Regions from separate parts of the Pan troglodytes genome. Here region 2 is linked to region 1. The links are chromatin contacts, called in public HiChIP or PLAC-seq maps. All regions are on one chromosome and are shown on one strand. The core of a region is the stretch at or near the end of the contact, and the rest is flanking DNA. Distances in the headings are between cores, read along the strand shown. Region 1 holds the start of SFXN5 (sideroflexin 5). Region 2 holds the start of SPR (sepiapterin reductase).

Region 1 (6,263 bases), core at 1,298-3,797:
AAGGACTGGAAGAGGGCCAGAGTGGAAGCAGGGAGACCTGTTGTGAGGCTACTGCAGTGACCCAGGAAATAGACGATGGGGGCTTGGTCTAGGATTCTGGCAGTAGAGATGGGTGGACTTGAGAGCTGTGTAAGAGGTAAGATCACTGGGCCTCTGGTTGCATTTAAAGGGTGAGGGAGAAGAAGGAAAGAACACAGGCGGCTCCCAGGTTTCTGGCTGCATTGATTGGGTGGCAAGTTGGGCTGCTTGCAGAGCCAGGGAGCCATGCGGGAGGAGCAGGTATGGAGGAAAGAGAAGATCCTTAACATGGATGAATCACATGCAACGTGCTTTATGCAGGCCACTATGCTGGAGGAGGGGAGCTTCAAAAGTGCATACAACAAACACTTTTACTGCCTTCAAGAGCAGTGCCAAAAAGAAGTACCGCTATGGCTGCAGGAACGGGGTAGCCTAAAATGTTTATCTATGGCTCTAGAGCAGTGCTCACAGCACAGGGCTCAGTCATATAAGCCACTAAGACGTATTTGATAAATGTCTGTTAGGTCACTGAATGTCCCTAGTGCCACATACAGATAACAGACACCAGGACAAAAAGAAAAAGGAAAAAAAAAAAAGGAAACACAAATCTTTTACTCGGCACATTACTATATGCCTAACCTGTCTCCATCAGGGTAAGACAGAGGCAGAGAAGGGCAAGTTCAGCCCCTTCTTGCAAAAGGCCTACAGGGGGTCTGAGGAAACCAAGTCGTCACACAGCAAACATTTAGAAGACCACAGGGCAGACTGTATGGAGAGCTATGAGGATCTGACTCAGGTGGCCAAAGAGGTGTGCAGGAGGAAGCCTGCGATCTGATGGGACCAGAGAAGAAGGGAGCAAGTGTTTGCCAGAGAGGCAGGCCCGTCTGAGCCTTTAAGAATGAGCAGAATGGGGGTGGGAGCGGGGACAGGCAATGTAATAAGGTCACTCAAGTCCAGGCAGGGACACCCCGACACTCTCGCCCCAGATGGCCTCCTACACTGGAAGGAAGATGCCAGTCTCACCTCGGATACCTACATGCTGAGATGGCCTACTTTTAAAAGGAATTAAAGTCCTGTTAAGAAACACTGGGGACATTTTTTTCAGACGGCTCAGGAGCCAAGTTCCCTAATTATCAGCAAAGCTCGGGGCACCCCCTTGCTGGAACCAGTCCCCCTTCCACCACAACAACAAAAAAAGAAGAAAAAAGCCACCGCACCGACCTTAGCACAATTTCCTTTCTTCCTTCAAAGTTCTTTTCTGGCCGCCTCGGCTGCCGCCCACCCCTGGCAAGCCCCGGTTCACTTCAGCGGTCTCTCTGCCTGTTTCCTAATAAATTCCGTCTCCTTGGTGCGGGAGGCGCGGGAGCCCGAGGGTCTGCGGCGCGGGAGCGGCCCCTCCCCGGCTCCGGTCTCCGGGCCCAACAAGGCGCCCGGGCTCCGCGTTCCACCCCCGCCTCCGCAGTCTAGGGCCGAGTCGGCGACGCCCCAAAGGAGGTCCCGGAGGGAAAGGACCCCTGTCGCCGTGCCCCGAAGAGCCTGAGCGGGTGTGCCCAGAGCCAGTACCCGGCGGCGCGGGGACCCGGGCGCGGGAGACCCTCCGCGGAGGACACAGCGAGGAAGAGGCTGGGGGGGTTCCCGGGCGGCAGCCCCTCGGAGGGACGACGGCCCCAGGGGATGACACAGCGTTTCCCCCGCTCGCCCTGGCTGCGTCCCCTCAGGGCATCGGCCGGCTTGCTGCGTCAGCGAATCCTCAGCCCGAGATGGAGAGCAGGGACCGGGGACGCCGGACCGCCGCTCGCCTCGGCACTCGCCCCCTCAACCTGCTGCGCGCGCCGGGCCCGGCTTGGGGGCCAGGGCTGGGGAGTGACCGCGGGGCGCGACGCTGCCCGGCGGCACCGCCAGCAGCTCGAAAGGAACGTCAGTCCCCACCGGGGGAAAAAGTTAGAAGGCATCCCGGCCACGCCAACTTCCCATCCAGGGCCAGACTAGAACTTTGAGTCCGGGGCGGGCAGCTGCACAACCCGGAGCAACCCTGAGCAGCCGCTCGAAGCCGTGCGCTCGGGACCTTGCCCGCAGCCGGCGGTGGCCAATCACAGGGCGCCGCGGGCGGGAAAGGCTAGAGGGCGCGGGCAGTCGGGGAGTGACGGCGCCAAGGGCCAATAGGAAGCCAAGATGGGAGTCCGCGCCCGCCCCGCTGACCAATGGGAAAAGGGTGGCTGTGACCGAGGCCCCCCCCCCCCCCCGGCGCTAGCTGCAGGCTCCGCTGGCCGCGGGTGGGAGACCCTTGGGCGGAAGGGGACTTTGGAGGGGAGTTTGCTCGTCCTCTCTTTGCCACCCGCCGGCCCGCAGACCACAGCCCGGACCTCACCTGCTGGAAGCGGGGTTTGCCCAGTTGGAAAGGAGGTGCATCGCTCGAGGCGCTAGCGGCACTAGCCGCCGCCGCCGATGCTGTAGTCGCTGTATCCGCCATGGCCACTGACGCCCGCAATCTCCGGCCCTTTTAAAATGTCCCTCCTCGGCCCCCGCCACAGCTGCCTCTCCCGATTGGCCCTAATCAACCGCAGCGAGCGGGAGGCGCAAGGCGTTGTGGGGAGTGTAGTTTTTCGCGTCGCGGCGCTTACAACCGTAGACTGCGGAGAGTCGCGGCCGTCCGGAGAGGTCTCGGTGCCCGCTGTCCGCGTTGCAAGGTGCAAGGTCGGCAGTCCAGGAAAGGTGTTCCTGTACGACGACCACGGGCCACCCCTCGCTGCTTAGTTGCCCCCAGAAGTTAGAGTTGTTGCCGTGGGCGTCGCTCCTGGGGCCAGGCAGCGCAGAAGGGTCCCATTCAAGGGGGAACCTGGGACCAGATGGGCAAAGACTCCAGGCGGAGTAGGGTTAACCTCGGAAGGCTTTCTCCAAGGAGTTGCACTGCGGACCTTCTCGTACTTTCCTCCGTCGCCACCCTGCCCACTCGTCCTGTGCTCTCCGGCTGCCCTGACACTCAGTTCCTGGAGCATGCTGGGGCCTGCCCGCCTCCCGACCCCTGAACATTCTGTGCCCAGAAGACTAAATCTTCGCCTGATGCTGGCTTTCTGGCTTTAGCCTAAACATTGCATTTCCCAGTCCATCACTCTGCTTGCACAAAATCCCACAGAGGCTCCGTGGCACCCAGCACTTCTCTTTTGCACTCACAACTACTTACTGTTCTGGACAGTCTTTCTTACTGTAAAGTTCACAGGGCAGGGGCTATGACTTTTTGATTCACTTCAGTTTTCAGAGCCAGACATAAAAGGGCTCACAGTAGAGACTCAAATAAGTGTTGGCTGTGAGTTCATCAGTGGGGGATTAAGAGCCCTGGCAGCTTTCACCTTGTCTGGCCAACCAAGGAAGATCCCTCCTGGGCCTAATTCCTGGGCAGGAGGAGAACTTGGGACTAGGGTGGGTGGGGAGGGTGTTAGGTAAGGGGGAGTATTACAGATTGTGGAGTAAGCATCAGTATGGATAATAAACACATACAGTTGTAGAATGGATTAGCTGAAGATTCCCAGCTGAATTACCTGGTCAGTGAGCCAGACTTCGGGAGCTGCCTGTTTTGCCCAAGATGACAGTAGAAATATTTGGTCTTCTAGGGAACCCCACTTTGGGTCTCATTAGTCTCGTGGTGGAGTGCAGGGTTGGCTCATGTCTGCCAGTGTTTCTGGACACTACATGAGCTGTAGCAGTCAAAGTTTTTCATCCTCTAGTAGTTGAACCACAAGAAACACTTTTCATAAAGCTAGGGGGAGATTCTAGCTAGCCACGAAGAACAATTTGTATCTTGGATTTGTATCTTATCTTCCCCTGCTAGACCATGCAACTTGAGAATAGGAATCCATTTCTTACCCTCTGTATTACCAATAAATGGGCCCATCTTAGGTGCGCAATAAATGTGGGTATCCTGGGAGTCAGAAAAGACTAAGTTCAGGCTGCTGGGCAACACTGTGCTGCTGCCCCCTTAGGGCAGGGACAGTGTCATCCAAGAATCCCATCACCTTGATTTAAGGTGCTTTCTCCCACAGCAGCCTCCTGTAACTGTTCATTCCAAAACAGGAACACAACAGAGCCACCTGCAGTACATGAATGTTTTATTCTTCATAAAGTGCTTAAAACATGAAGAACAAGCTCTTTATAAAGAGCCTTAACTAGGAAGACAAACAGCAAAGCAGAACCATGCCTGCTCCCTGCCCAACCCACCTGCAGCTTTCCTCCAAGTGTGGCTAGGAGAAGAAACATCAACAAGGAGCCCGGGCTTCGATTCAAAAACTCCTCTGAAGCCATCCATGCCCTGGGCATTAGGGAGGCCCACAAAGGTCAGGGCCAGGGCTGGGAGTGAATAAAGCCCAGAGGAATCCCCAGTAGTGGGGGTGACTCCCCCTCTCTCAGAAAAGATACTTACTTCTCTAATACCCAATGACCCCCAAAAGCATGACTGAAACCCTGGGGACCAGTGGATACTTTTCTCAGCTTTGATGAGTGGAGTTTAAGGTAGGTAACGTTACAGGGGCTTTCCTCCATGTGTGGCGCTCCTCTGCTCCATCCTGGCAGCAGACAGACATCACCGAGAGGGCACATGTCTGCCTGAGGCCTTCCAAAAGCAAGCCCACAGGCCCTCTCCTGAAGAAGTGGTGGTCCCAGAGGAGCTCTTGCCTCCTCACTAAGCTGTTAAGTATCCTCCTTCAGCACCTCATCACCCCCCATTTTTGCTAATTCAGGGTGCCCCAAGCTGCCAAAGTTCCCTGCAGATGCCTTGGGGAAGCCTACCATGTTTTCTACAAGCAAACCAGGGGCTGGGCCAAAGGACAGATACTTCATTTCAAAGTGCACTGCAGCCAAGCCAGGCAAGCCCCTGGGGCAGAAGGGACAGGCTGAGATAACAGCTTAGTGGATGGATGGGAGGACAACAAAGGCTTTTTCCTAAGTATAGGTGTCTCCCAAAGGCATAGTGGGACCTCCCTCTTCCAGGCAAGCTGACTGGTCTAGTATGGCTAAGTCCTGAGGCCAGACAATGAGAGTGAGCAGGGCAGCCCCAGGCCTGCCTGCCCACCTGCCCAGCAGTGTTTATCCTGGGATCCTCCTATTGGGGTTGAGGGAGGGGAAGACAGCAGGAAGGTTGAGGGAGCAGCAACTTGGCCAGACCAAGAGATTAACTCTAGGGGAGGGGAACAGCCCACAGCAGGGCTGCCCATTCCCATTCCCAGGGCCCTGAGAGAGCCAACCCTATGTATTCAACAGGTGGGAGGGGGACGCCACACAGCGGGAGAGGTCGACATCCAGGGGCTCTTGACCCCGCCCACAAAAGGCACATTTTAATTGGTTTCCAAAAGTTCAAACCCTGCAGCAACAGAGTTTTGGCATCTGGACAGGCAACAAGAATAGACATGGAGGCTTGATCCCCAAATCATAAGCAGTCCCAAGCCCCAGCCTGGAGGGACCTACACATTGGAGGTGGTCAAGAGCTCAAAAAGCAAAAAGGTGCTCTCTCCGCACCCGCCCCTGCGCCCCACACATTCCCATGTGACACTCGTGGAAAGGTCAGAGGGGGCAGGGAGCAGCCTGAAGCACACACATCATCCACCTCTGTCCACACGGCACTCGCCCCACAAACAGCTCCAGACTGAAGCAGACTCAGGACATGGCAGAGACTGGCCCAGACCACACAGGCTTCTTGCTCTCAGGGGAATGGGTGTGAGGCTGAAGAGGCTGGTTGCCCGTAACTCACAAACAGGCAGCGTGGTCGTTGTCCCAGTAATACTAGAAGCCCCTCCAGGGGCTGAAGGGAAATGAAGGGGATGGGGCTTTGGCTGTGGGAAGAAATGGCTGACCATCCTTGGGGGATAATAAAGTATGTGCTAGCAACCAGTCTTGTCCCAGATTACTGCATCAAGCTACAGTTCACCCCTGCTCTGTCTTGGGGGAAGAGTTCCAATTCCCTGGGGCCCCCAAAGCTGAGGGGTATGAAAACAGGCAGGTGGGAAAGACCCAGGGCTCCCAAAGACACACAAGTTGTGCACAGAACCTGATGCCTCCAAAGGGAATCCAGAGGGCCCCCTTCCAGCAGCCGCAGTTGAGGCAGGAGGGAGAGGAGCAAGGAGTGACAAGGCAAGACAGACGATGCCCCACTGCAGATGAGAGAGTTCAGGAGGAGAGAGGGCAGGCAGCAGTAGGTCCATGCCAACCCTCCTGGGGGTAGGGTGAGGAAGGCTATTTGGGGGGGCCCGGGGGGATCT
Region 2 (6,263 bases), core at 1,879-4,378, 180 kb before region 1:
ATCATGTGTATTAGTCTATTTTATGCTGCTACAACAGAAGACCTGAGATGGGTAATTTATGAACAATAGAAGTTTATTAGGCTCATAGTTATGAAGGGTGAGAAGCCCAAGAGCATGGCACAAGAATCTGGTGAGAGCCTTCATGCTGCACCATTCCATGGCAGCAGGCAGAAGGGCAAGAGAGCATGTGTGAGATTGAAAGAGCAAGAGAGAGCCAAACTTTTTTTTTTGAGATAGAATCTCACTCTGTCACCCAGATGGGAATGCAGTGGTGCGATCTCAGCTCACTGCAACCTCTGCCTCCTGAATTCAAGCACTTCTTATGCCTCAGCCACCAGAGTAGCTGGGACTACAGGCATGCACCACCACGCCCAGCTAATTTTTTATATTTTTAGTAGAGATGGGGTTTCCCCGGGTTTCCCAGGCTGGTCTCAAACTCCTGAGCTCAGGCTACCCACCTGCTTTGGCCTCTCAAAATGCTGGGATTACAGGCATGAGCCAGTGCCCAGCCCAAACTCACTTTTCTAACAAGCCCACTCCTGCAATAATAACTCACTCCTGTGACAATGACATTAATCCATTCACAAGGGCAGAGCCCGCCTGGCCTAATCACTTATTATGCTCTACCTCCCAACACTGTTCCATTACGGATTAAGTTTCCACCACATGGCTGGGTGCCATGGCTCACACCTGTAATCCCAGCAATTTGGGAGGCCCAGGTGGGAGGACTGCTTGAGTCCAGGAGTTTGAGATCAGACTGGGCAATATAGTGAGACCTCATCTCTACAAAAAAATTAAAAATTAGCTGAGCATGGTGACATGGACCTGTAGTCCCAGATACTTAGGAGGCTGAGATGGGAGGATCTCTTGAGCCTGAGAGGTGGAGGTTGCAATGCACCTAGATCGCACCACTGCACTCCAGCTTGGGTGACAGAGTGAGACCCTGTTTCAAAAAAAAATTTCCAACACATGAACTTTGGGGCACACATTCAAACCATAGCTGCATCCAACATACTACAGGTTTTACTTTATTTTTTTTATTTTTGGTCTGTTTCTCTCTCCAAGAATGTAAGCTTGAGGAAGACAGGAATTTTTGCCTATTTTGCAAACTAATGTATCTCCAGCACCTATAAGTAGCATGAATGTGGTCTCTTCAAAGCCTGGTACTTGGTAGGCACTCAATAAATAGAATAAATAGTTATTGAATGAATGCATAAATAAATGAATGAATGAAACTAAAGAATACGCATAAAGCAGCTGTCACCAGGTGACAGATTATTGAGAAATCCCAGAACAAAGGAAGCAATAAAGAAAAGATGAGTTTGGGAGGGTAATGAAAAGCTCAGTCTTGGCAGAGAGGAAAGCAGAGGGACCCTGGCTGTCTTTTCCTTTCTTTCAACCTACTAGTAAAAGGCGGGAGCTGTCCAGCATGGACCTCCTGAAGTTGGAGTGCCGCTGCAGGGACGAAAGCCTGCTTTCCTAACCCTGCCCAGGATCACTTCATTGCCATCCTTTGTTCCCTGTGTGCTTATCCTTCCCAGTCCTTTTCCCTTTACTCAAATGTGTCCAGAAAGCCCATGAGCTACATGAAGTCTTATTGTTCCCAAGCTTTTCAAAAAGCTTTACTCACTCCAGTAACTTCCATGCCATTAAAGTGATGACTGGGATGACAGAAACAGTGTCTTCATAAATGTATCCATTGAAATGTGTTTGGTGCTTCCTTTGTGTGTATCTCTCAAAAATCAGCTTTTCAAATTTGGTGAAAAGCCAAGATTGGGGGCTCAATAATCTAGCAAATTTCTTAATGAGAAAGCCCTGCTTCTCTATCACACACCTAGTTGATTGAGTTGTGTGTCTCCCCTCCCCAACCTCTAAAGACATGTCTACTTGAATCCTGTGAATCCCAACAAGTTTCTCATCTCCATCTGAGACCACCTCAGCCTGGACCTTATTGTCCATATCACTATCAACATTTTGATCAAAGCCATTCAACAAGCCTCTAGGAAGTTCCAAACCTTCCCACACTTTCTTATATTCTGAGCCCTCCAAACTGTTCCAACCTCTGCCTGTTACCCGGTTCCAAAGTCACTTCCACATTTTAAGGTATCATTACAGCAGTACCCCACTCTCAGTATCAATTTACTGTATTAGTCCATTTGCCCATTGCTGATAAAGACATACCTGGGGCTGGGTAATTTATAAAGAAAAAGAGGATTAATGGAATCACAGTTCCATTAATCTGTGGATTCCATTAATTAACACAGTTAATTCCATTCCATTAATTAACACAGTTCCATTAATGTCTGGGGAGGCCTTACAATCATAGTGGTAGGTGAAGGGTGAAAGGCGCATCTTACATGGCAGCAGGCAAGAGAGAGCTTGTGTAGGGGAACTCTCACTTATAAAACCATCAGATCTCATGAGACTTATTCACTATCATGAGAAGAGTATGGGAAAGACCCGCCCCCATGATTCAATTAACCTTCCACTGGGTCTCTCCCATGACACATGGGAATTGTAACACATGGGAAATATAATTCAAGATGAGATTTGGATGGGGACACAGCCAAATCATATGACCTGCCAATATTTATTATCTGTCTGTTTTATTTTAGCCATCTTAATGGATATGAAGTGGTATCTTATCCTGTCCTTTTAGGGACAGGAGTCAGAAATCTCAGAGAAGCAGGGGTTACTGGTGGGATCACGGAGCTGCTCAGAGCCTAGTAAAAGGGAAAGGTTTTAATATCATTTGGAGCCACTGTGGTTCTCCCAGAGGAAGCTCCTGTCATCCAGAGAGCGGTGAGCTCCCAAACAAGCAGAGACTTCAATTCCTAAACAGGCATAAGCTTCATTCAGGGTGTTCACTGGCCACGACCAGGGACGCCCAGCACCCAGTGCAGGGCCTGCCCTGGAAGAGGTCAGTAGTGCAAAGAAGTTAGGGCTGGAACTGGGAGGAAATTCGAGCATGCGTCCCAGCCAGAGGCTGAGCTTGCGGGCGAAGAACACGGCAGCGCTGGGAACCGGGCTAGGGCTTTCCGTGTGGGCCGCGCCTGCCGGCCCTCTCTGTTGTCCCACTTGGCACGGACTGGGCTACCGCCCACGGTTTGACTTCCGCCACCAGCAACCAAGGGAACCAGATCCCAAGGGAACCAGCACCCCTGGGCGCTCGCGGCCCGAAGCCTGAGGTTCCCGCCCCGCCCCGGCAGGGCGGCCCCGCCGACACCCGTAGCGGTCCCGCCCCCCGCGGCCGCACCGCCTCCTGCCTGGTCTCGGGTGCCAGCGCCGCCGGCGGAGAACAGGAGCATGGAGGGCGGGCTGGGGCGTGCTGTGTGCTTGCTGACCGGGGCCTCCCGCGGCTTCGGCCGGACGCTGGCCCCGCTCCTGGCCTCGCTGCTGTCGCCCGGCTCCGTGCTTGTCCTTAGCGCCCGCAACGACGAGGCGCTGCGGCAACTGGAGGCCGAGCTGGGCGCCGAGCGGTCTGGCCTGTGCGTGGTGCGGGTGCCCGCCGACCTGGGCGCCGAGGCCGGCTTGCAGCAGCTGCTCGGCGCCCTGCGCGAGCTCCCCCGGCCCAAGGGGCTGCAGCGACTGCTGCTTATCAACAACGCGGGTAAGACCCCGGGGCTGGAGCGGACTCCCCATGTGAGCGCCCACTTCCTCCACCGCTGGGGAATTTAAGGGCTACTCCTAGGGGGTCAGATAGGACGCCTAGAAATCTAAAGCCCTAGTTGTTCCAGCTTGAGTAGCAAGTGGAGGCGAGGTGTACAGGAAGGCTCGGTGCCGTCGGGACAACAGGCTGCCCCCACTTCCTGGAAGATTGGCCAGCCGGGTTTTCCAAAGCGCCTGTAGAACTTTCCCGAGCCCCTTGCTCTGCGCCCTCTGGCGGAGGCCTGAGTCAGGGCTTGGAGTCTCCAAACAAGTAAACTCTCTGCTTCTCCAAAGGACCCCTAGAGCTTTCCTTCAGCCCCACGGCAAGGCAGGTGCCTTCTCATTCTGCAGCTTGGAATGGCTGGGTTCCCCAGCTGTGTCTTTCCGCAGAGCTGGGGAAGAGAGAAGCCTCTTCAGAAGCGCTAGGCAGCTTCCTCCTCTAGGTCTGCATGGAAAGAGGATATCTGGAGGAACTTGGGAGGGCTGGGGAAGAAGAAAGCCCCGCCTGCACTGAGTTACTCCTAAGGGTTGGTTTTTCAGGCTCTCTTGGGGATGTGTCCAAAGGCTTCGTGGACCTGAGTGACTCCACTCAAGTGAACAACTACTGGGCGCTGAACTTGACCTCCATGCTCTGCCTGACTTCCAGCGTCCTGAAGGCCTTCCCGGCCAGTCCTGGCCTCAACAGAACCGTGGTTAACATCTCGTCCCTCTGTGCCCTGCAACCTTTCAAAGGCTGGGCGCTGTACTGTGCAGGAAAGGCTGCTCGTGATATGCTGTTCCAGGTCCTGGCGCTGGAGGAACCTAATGTGAGGGTGCTGAACTATGCCCCAGGTAGGTGGGAAGTCCTGCCGTCCCTGTCCTCCAGAACCCACTGGTGCGCCTCTGGGGGCTGGGCAAGCGGCCTAGTCCGCCCCCTCCAGGAAAAAACCCACAGGATTTTGTCCTTGAATCCTGACCCATCACCCCTTAGGGGAAATACAGACCCAGGGGAAATAGAGGTGGCAGGGGCCGGGGATACTGGTAGAGAGTGAGGAGTTTCTTGGACTGGAGGGTGGGGCAGGAAGGTCTGAGGTATTAGATGGAGTTTGGGAGAAGACTGGGGTTTGAGTTCTAGGCCTTCCTCATGTGAAATGGGGAAGACGCTCCCTGCCTCACAGGGCACTTGGGAAGACTGAATGAGATACTGTATGTGAAAATGACCCTGACCTGTGAAGTGTTGCCTCATTGTTAAATAGGACTGACTACACTGTATTGTCTGCATATGTTTGCTTGCCTCCTTCCCTTCCCTGACAGGAAAGCCTTTGCACTATGCAGATGTGTGTTCCTAACACCTAGCAAAGCACTACACTAAGGCAAGCTGCAGGACATGCTAGCTGTGTGGAGAGCAGACAGACTTTGTTGAGTGCTGACCATCCCTGGCCGAACTGTGCTGGAACACTATTGAGGATTCTGGGATAAATAGAATAGAGCCCTTGTTCTCATGAACGCCAAAGGACAGGAAGTCTTGTGATACTGGGTCTAGTTTCTGATGCCACAGCGCCCCTGTCTTAATAGTGAGGAGTCTCTTTTAGGCTTGAGGTTGCTGCAATCAGAAGGTGGTGACAGAGCAGCCATGGAAAGCCTGAGCAACTTGGGCAGAGATCCAGTAGCCTGTGTCCCTGGGGAATAGGGTCAGGCTCCCTGGGCAGACAGGTAGAATGGCCTGCACAAAGCACAGACGTGGCAGGGCTGGATCCCACCTTGCTTTCAAGTTCTTCCTCATGTTCTCCAGTACTCCAGCCCCTACCACCCCTGCCCCCCAACACACATGCACAATTATTCTCGCAACCAACATTCAACTCATCATCCACTCTGAGCTCAGCCCAAGGATTTGCACAAACAACAGTGACCAAATGTAAGCTACAGCCAGGAGCAGAGCAGACTCCAGAAGTCCACATGGCTGCGTTTGGTCTCAGGAGACTGCCCTGGGCATTATGAGGGAGCTGAGATTTTCAGGAGGTCCCCCGGGCCTGAACCAAGGCGGAGGCCAGTCTGGTTTTCATTTCGGTCTCAGGAAGAATGTTCTAACAGGTGCTCAGAGATAGAATGGGCTGTTTGGAAAGGCAGCAAGTCCTCTCTCAGCAGGGATGCACAGGTCATTGGAAAATAGTCAAGGACCAGGAGATAAATTCTCCCTCCAACCCTGGAATTCTCTGATGTTCTGCCCTCGAGGACCATTAACTGCAAATACTGGGGTGCATGAGTGATTCCTATGTGAAGAATAGAACGTGCTTGCAACAGTTCAAGAAGGGAACAATTCCTTTAGGTGGGGAGACTAGAGATGGCTTTATTGGAGGTAGCTGAACTGGACATTGACCTTGGTTGTTGGCAGATGGAAGGCATTCCTGATGAAAGGAAATAAAGGTGCGAAGGCTCACTGTGGGCGTGGCAGGTCTTCGGTTTGCCTGTAGAGTAGGTGTGCCCAGAGGAGGGCAGACTAGGATGCCTTGAGTATTAGGCCAGGCTACTGGGAAGCTGTTAAGGGGTTTTGAGCGGAGGAATGTTGTGATCCCAGTGATGTTTTTGTTTGTTTGTTTATTTGTTTGTTTGTTGAGATGGATTCTCACTCTGTTGCC

What was found. HiChIP or PLAC-seq counts read pairs in DNA pulled down with a chosen protein or histone mark.
Region 2: a contact with region 1 is called in an H3K4me3 HiChIP or PLAC-seq map of stem cell-derived excitatory neurons, with 10 times the contacts expected there. The contact joins the promoter of SPR here to the promoter of SFXN5 in region 1. A contact is called at or near these places in 1 of 7 Hi-C or Micro-C datasets (stem cell-derived neural progenitor cells) and 1 of 1 datasets of contacts at active chromatin or transcription factors (stem cell-derived excitatory neurons).

The regions. Positions count from the first base shown.
Region 1 is chr12:49,672,352-49,678,614 of NHGRI_mPanTro3-v2.0_pri, reverse strand. It overlaps SFXN5 (sideroflexin 5), which reads right to left and starts at 2,547. Exons shown (of 15, transcript XR_010149103.1): 1 at 2,387-2,547. It overlaps RAB11FIP5 (RAB11 family interacting protein 5), which reads right to left. Exons shown (of 6, transcript XM_016948762.4): 6 at 4,105-6,263. The coding sequence ends at 6,238.
Region 2 is chr12:49,857,456-49,863,718 of NHGRI_mPanTro3-v2.0_pri, reverse strand. It overlaps SPR (sepiapterin reductase), which reads left to right and starts at 3,128. Exons shown (of 3, transcript XM_016948761.2): 1 at 3,128-3,610; 2 at 4,189-4,479. The coding sequence starts at 3,307.